Regions from separate parts of the Sus scrofa genome. Here region 1 is linked to region 2. A link is a contact called in public Hi-C data. All regions are on one chromosome and are shown on one strand. Each heading gives the region's core, a stretch centred on a gene start, on an enhancer-like site or on the middle of the called end of the contact. The rest is flanking DNA. Distances are from core to core; before and after follow the strand shown.

Evidence for each region. A called contact is a pair of places that touch in the nucleus more often than the background predicts.
Region 1: a Hi-C map of liver shows a contact between it and region 2, with 2.9 times the contacts expected there. The contact joins the promoter of UHRF1BP1 here to the enhancer-like site in region 2. A contact is called at or near these places in 2 of 47 Hi-C or Micro-C datasets (liver and skeletal muscle) and 2 of 2 datasets of contacts at active chromatin or transcription factors (alveolar macrophages and skeletal muscle).

What each region holds. Positions count from the first base shown.
Region 1 is chr7:30,730,047-30,732,746 of Sscrofa11.1, forward strand. UHRF1BP1 (UHRF1-binding protein 1) reads left to right here and starts at 1,420. Exons shown (of 21, transcript XM_021098612.1): 1 at 1,420-1,706. The coding sequence starts at 1,663.
Region 2 is chr7:30,629,434-30,632,265 of Sscrofa11.1, forward strand. The region is part of intron 2 of C7H6orf106 (chromosome 7 open reading frame, human C6orf106); the gene reads right to left. Among named protein-coding and RNA genes, the nearest start is that of C7H6orf106, 36 kb to the right of the region's middle. Within about 2 kb of position 1,373, at least 58 of the 83 cell types and tissues checked have an H3K27ac peak or open chromatin away from gene starts, as enhancers often do. A contact at or near this core is called in alveolar macrophages, liver and skeletal muscle, where this site is marked.

The sequences.
Region 1 (2,700 bases), core at 170-2,669, 100 kb after region 2:
GAGAGTATTTTGCTCAGGTTTTTGCTTAAAGGTTTAAGTCTAGAAAACTGCCACCCTCCCACCTTTGCCAGAATCTACAGGTGTCCCTGGCATATGGGTTAGGCCTTTTTTTTTTTTTTTTTTTTTCTTTCTGGCTGGGCCCACCACATGAGGAATTTCCCTGGCAAGGAATTGAACCCACACCACAGCAGTGACAGTGCCAGATCCCCAACCGCTAGGCCACCAGGAAATTCCTGGGTTAACTTTTTAAAGTGTATGGACTAAATAGAGTGGAAGTAGCATGGGGCTGAGAGTAAGAATACTTGGGTTCTAGTCTTGAGCTGTTACCTTGAATAAGCTCTTTCAACTATTTCCCTAAGCCTCAGTTTCCTTATTTGTAAAACCAAGTTAATCCCTAAAGTCCTTTGTTCTGTCTCTCAGTTCCAGCTGTGATGCAGTGGGTTGGGAATCCACCTGAAGCGGTTTGGGATCACCGCGGAGGTGTGGGTTCAATCCCCAGCACCGGGAGGTGGGTTAAAGGATTCCTTGTTCTGGAGTTCCTTCGTGGCTCAGCGGAAAAGAACCTGATATAGTGTCCGTGCGGGTTGGATCCCTGGCCCCGCTCAGTGGGTTAAGGATCCTGCGTTGCTGTGGCTGTGGTATAGGTCCACAGCTGGACCTCTGATTCGATCCCTAGCCTGGGAACTTCCTTGTGCCGCAGGTGCGGCCCTAAAAAAGCCCTCCCTCCCCAAAAGTGTTCCTTGTTCTGGCAGCGGCCCGGTAGATGGCAGCTCCAGCCGGGATTCAATCCCTGGCCCGGGAACTTCCATATGCCGCCTGTGCGGCCATAAAATTAAAAAAAAATAAAACTAGTCTCCCTTTGTGCTGTCTCTGCAGTGCACCCCCGTGCCAAATAAAATGAGTACCCACTGGTTAACCAGGTAGAGGCTAAGGGGTGCAGAGAGGATGACGGGGTGCCCGCTCTCACCCCTTAACACAGGCAGCAGAGCGCCCCGATTCTACTTTTCACTCCAGCGTCATCCCGGAGCGCGGTGAGCTTGTGCTCAGCAAATGAGTGAACGTGTGAGGGAAATGAATGAGAAGGGGCCAGGAGGTATGCAATTAGCTAGCAAGTTCCTGAAAACACTACACGCCGCCTTTCCCTGAGACTTCCTGACTACTGCCGGGGTGTATACCTCCCGAAGCTCAGAGGCGAAGCTCTCGGATCTCCCACCACTGAGAGGCCGACCACAGGCTGAGGGAGAGCTGGGTGCCCGCCCGCCCGCGCGCGCACCCGCCGCCGCGCGCGCCCCTCCATCAGGGCTCGTCCCCGGCCCGCCGCGAGTCAGGCGGGCGGCGCTCGATGCCGGCTGAGGGAGAGCGGGGAGCCCGCCCCTCGCCGCGCGCGCTCCCGCCGCCGCGCCATCCCTTCTCAGAGCGCGCGCCCCAGGCCGCCGCGATCGCGAGCCGGGCGGGCGGCGCGCGAACTCCGCGTCGCCGCGCGGGTGGGTGGGATCGTGGCGGAGCTCCGGACGCCCGGGCAGGGGCGGGAGAGCGCCATGGCGGCGGCTGTGGCGGCGGCATCCGGTCCCCGCACCGCGGCGAGGTGAGGGGCCGCCTCTTCTCCGTCGCTGAGGAGGCCGCAGCTGCCCGCCTGCCTTCCACGCGGGCCGCGGCTCCGGCATGGCCGGGCTCATTAAGAAGCAGATCCTGAAGCACCTGTCCCGGTGAGAGCGCCAGCGCCGGCCCCCAGTGGTCCCGGGCCCTTCCTCGCCCCCTTGGACCCTCCCCCCCTGCGCCGTGCTCCGGGCCGGGACTCCGCGGCCATCCCCGCCTCAACTCGAGCCGGACAGTCTCCTCCCCACTCCGGTGGCTCCGACCGTTGTCACCGCTCTGCTGTTCCCTCGCCCTGGGCCCTCGGGGACCCGGCGCCCCTGCCTGTGCACGGGAGCCCAGGCTCTCCTCCTCGTCTTAGCAACCCCGGTCCCTGCCGACGCCCAGAGTGCCCTGACCGGCTGCTCGCGCCCTCAGGTCCCACACTGCCCACCAGGTCACCCCGTCCCCTTGCATGTCTGTCCCCCGGGCCCTCTGCCCGTCACTCCGTGGCCCCCACCTTTCCACCCTTCCCTGCCCACCCCGTGTGGTCTCCTCTGCGCTAAGGACCCGCTGTCCCTCCCTCCGGGCTCTCCGCCCGCCTCTTTACCCGCCCACTATCCCCTCCCCACCTTCCTCTTCCTCCTTCTGCTGCGGATTAGACCCTTCATTCCGGCCCCGTCTAGATGACCCTGTCATCCAGTCTTGCATGACCCATTCTTCCGCCCAGATTTCCAACCCGGGCACTGGTTTCTCCTTCCCAGAAGCTCCCAGCTCCTCCTCTTCATCGTCTGGCTGACCCTGTTGCATCACCCTTGAAAAAAGGCTAGTTGGAGTTCCCGTCGTGGCTCAGTGGTTAACGAATCTGACTAGGAACCATGAGGTTGCGGGTTCGATCCCTGGCCTTGCTCAGTGGGTTAAGGATCCGGCGTTGCCGTGAGCTGTGGTGTAGGTTGCAGACGCAGCTCGGATCCTGCGTTGCTGTGGCTCTGGCATAGGCTTGGCAGCTATAGCTCCGATTTGACCCCTAACCTGGGAACCTTCATATGCCGTGGGTGCAGCCCTAGAAAAGACAAAAAAAAGGTCTAGTTCTTGCACCCTGGGCCGAGCCTCTGATCTCCTTTCTCC
Region 2 (2,832 bases), core at 123-2,622:
GTTAAATGTATTTTATATGTTTACAAGTCATTTGTAGTTTCTTTTCGGAAGTACCATTTTGTAAATTTTCTTTTTAATTACTTACATGCTTATAAGCCCCCTTACGAAGGAACTCCAAGCACACAAATCAGAGTTTCTAATTGAACAGAATCACATGACTGACAGCATGGTTCATCAGTGCCAGAAACCAAAGGCCACTAAAGGGTTTAAGTAAGCTATGTTCATTAGAGATCAAAGAAATTACGGTAACTGCTTCTCTTATTATGGTCTTCCTCAAACCAGTGACATCATTCCCAGACCCCACAGTTTAACCACGCAAAAATAGCCTTTTCCAAACATAACCCAACCATAAGCCAATGGATTCAGCGGGTTGCTTTTAATTATGCACAAACATAGCATGAAATAAGTTCTGACAGTACACAACTGTTGAAGAGACATGCTATTAACAGCAAATACTTTTCTGCTGGGGGCCTGTCTGCTCCTCCAGGTGTTTGCAGCTGCCAGAAAGGAAGGCTATATTTAGAGCAGCTACCTCAGGTCAAGGCTCATGCAAGGGTGGCCTGTAGTATTAATCAGTACTGCCTGGAATTATACCACTACCAGCTGCCGGCCCGTGTGTGCTAGATAAAATTTACACAGCGCAGAGCTGGGCCAGGGTCCAAACTGTGCCTGTTTACTTGACCATTCAATAGGAACACTTGGACTTTAGACTCTTCTAGAAATTTCCTTATCTAGCTGACTGTGATCCAAAGTGAAGAATATGTGACTGGTCAAACTTGGGGAGGCCCAGACCCTACCACCCACAAATAGGCTTAGGAGTACATCTGGAATCAGCCTTATACTTAGAGATCAAAGATAAAATGAGGGAGAGAAAAATAAGCCTAGTTTGCACTTTGTTCTTCTGAAAGCTTTTCATAAAAACTAAGTGTCCACATTTTATAAAGATAATTTTTCTGCCGAAGGTCCCAGGCAAACAGCCTGAATTGTTTTCTGTTCACTTGGCTGTAAAATATGCTTGAGAGGGAAGAAACTATTTGTGCGCTCAGGACAACTGCCAATTCTTATCCTCAGCCTGTGTCATATTTCGCCACTTGGCTCCACCTCATATCAGACAGGACTCAGAGACGAGCGCAGTAGAAATACTAACAAGTGGAAAAGTCCAGCTACCCTACTTAGGCAGATTCATCTCCCTCCTCAAATCAGCCTTCATCCCACAGTCAAGCCAAAAAACCTGCTTACTTGTACCTCTATTATATAGGAAATTTAGCCACAGATTAGGAAATATTTGTTAAAGCACGAAGTGAAACTGAAAGTAGTGAACTGGATTCCTGGCAGGAAGCAGGAGTGAAGGATGACAAAGCATATTCATTTTACAAGTAAAAGGTGGAGAGTGGACATTAGCCCAGTGGTGCTCTAATCTATCAGGAAGGTACACAACTTAAAATGTGGGTATAAGTTCCTTGGCACCTGGACCATCTAGATCACTAACTCACTGGGCCAAGGAACAGCAAGAATAGACTAAACAGCTCCAATTCAATGTAAGAACAAGCAGACATGATAGCACTGTATTCTGTTCAAAACAACATATGCAACTATTATTACTAGCCAATAAGAAACTGCATGAAACAGAGCTGGCTGAGGAGATGGGAAAGGGAAGGCACTAACTCAGCATGAGGCCCAGCCTGAAAGGTTAAACGTCTCAGTTCCTTCAGTGTTTTTGCTCAAGAAAAGTTTTTCTCTGATTTCAAATGGTTAAGTGTCCTGAAGAACAAAGGGAGGTAGTGTAACAGGGGAAAAAAGGGCACAAGCAAAGATGGATGATGGTGATGGTTACATAACACTGTGAATATCCTTTATACTACAGAATTGTAGTAAGTTAAAATGGTAAAACTTTATTCATTTTTTATTTTTTAAGTGAAGCACAGTTGATTTACATATCATGCTAGTTTCTAGTGCACAGCAAAGTGATTTGGGTTTATACTGAATACAGTTCCCTGTGCTATACAGTAGGAACTTATTGCTAGCTATTTCACATACAGTAGTTTGGATCTGCTAATCCCAAACTCCTAATCTCTCTCTCCCCGACCCCTTTTCCTCTTTGGTAACTCTAAGTTTGTCTTCTATGTCTGAGAGTCTATTTCTGTTTTGTAAATAAGTTTGTTTGTATATTTTAGATTCCACATAAAAGTGGTATCATATGATATTTGTCTTTCTCTGTCTTACTTCACTTAGTATGATACTCTCTAGGTCCATCCATGTTGCTGCAAATAGCATTACTTCATTCTTTTTATGGCTGAGTAATATTCCATTGTGTATAGTACCACATCTTCTTTATCCATTCCTCTGTCAATAGACATTTAGGTTGCTTCCATGTCCTGGCTATTGTAAATAGCACTGCCATGAACACTGGGGTGCATGTATCTTTTCGAATTAAAGTTTTCTTTGGATATATGCCCAAGAGTGGGAGTGCTGGGTCGAATGGTTTTTTTTTTTTTTGTTTTTTTGTTTTTTGGGTTTTTTTAGGGCCTCACTGGTGGCATACTGAAGTTCTCAGGCTAGGGGTTGAATTGGCTGGCCTACACCACAGCCACAGCCACAGCCACATAGGATCTGAGCTGCATCTTTGACCTACAACACAGCTCACAGCAATGCCGGATCCCCAACCCACTGAGCGAGGCCTAGGGTCAAAACCACATCTTCATGGATACTGGTTGGATTCATTTCTGCTGTACCACAACAGGAACGCCCTATTTTCAGTTTTTTAAAGAAATTTCTTTACTGTTTTCCATAGTGGCTACACCAACTTACATTCCCACCAACAATGCAGGGGTT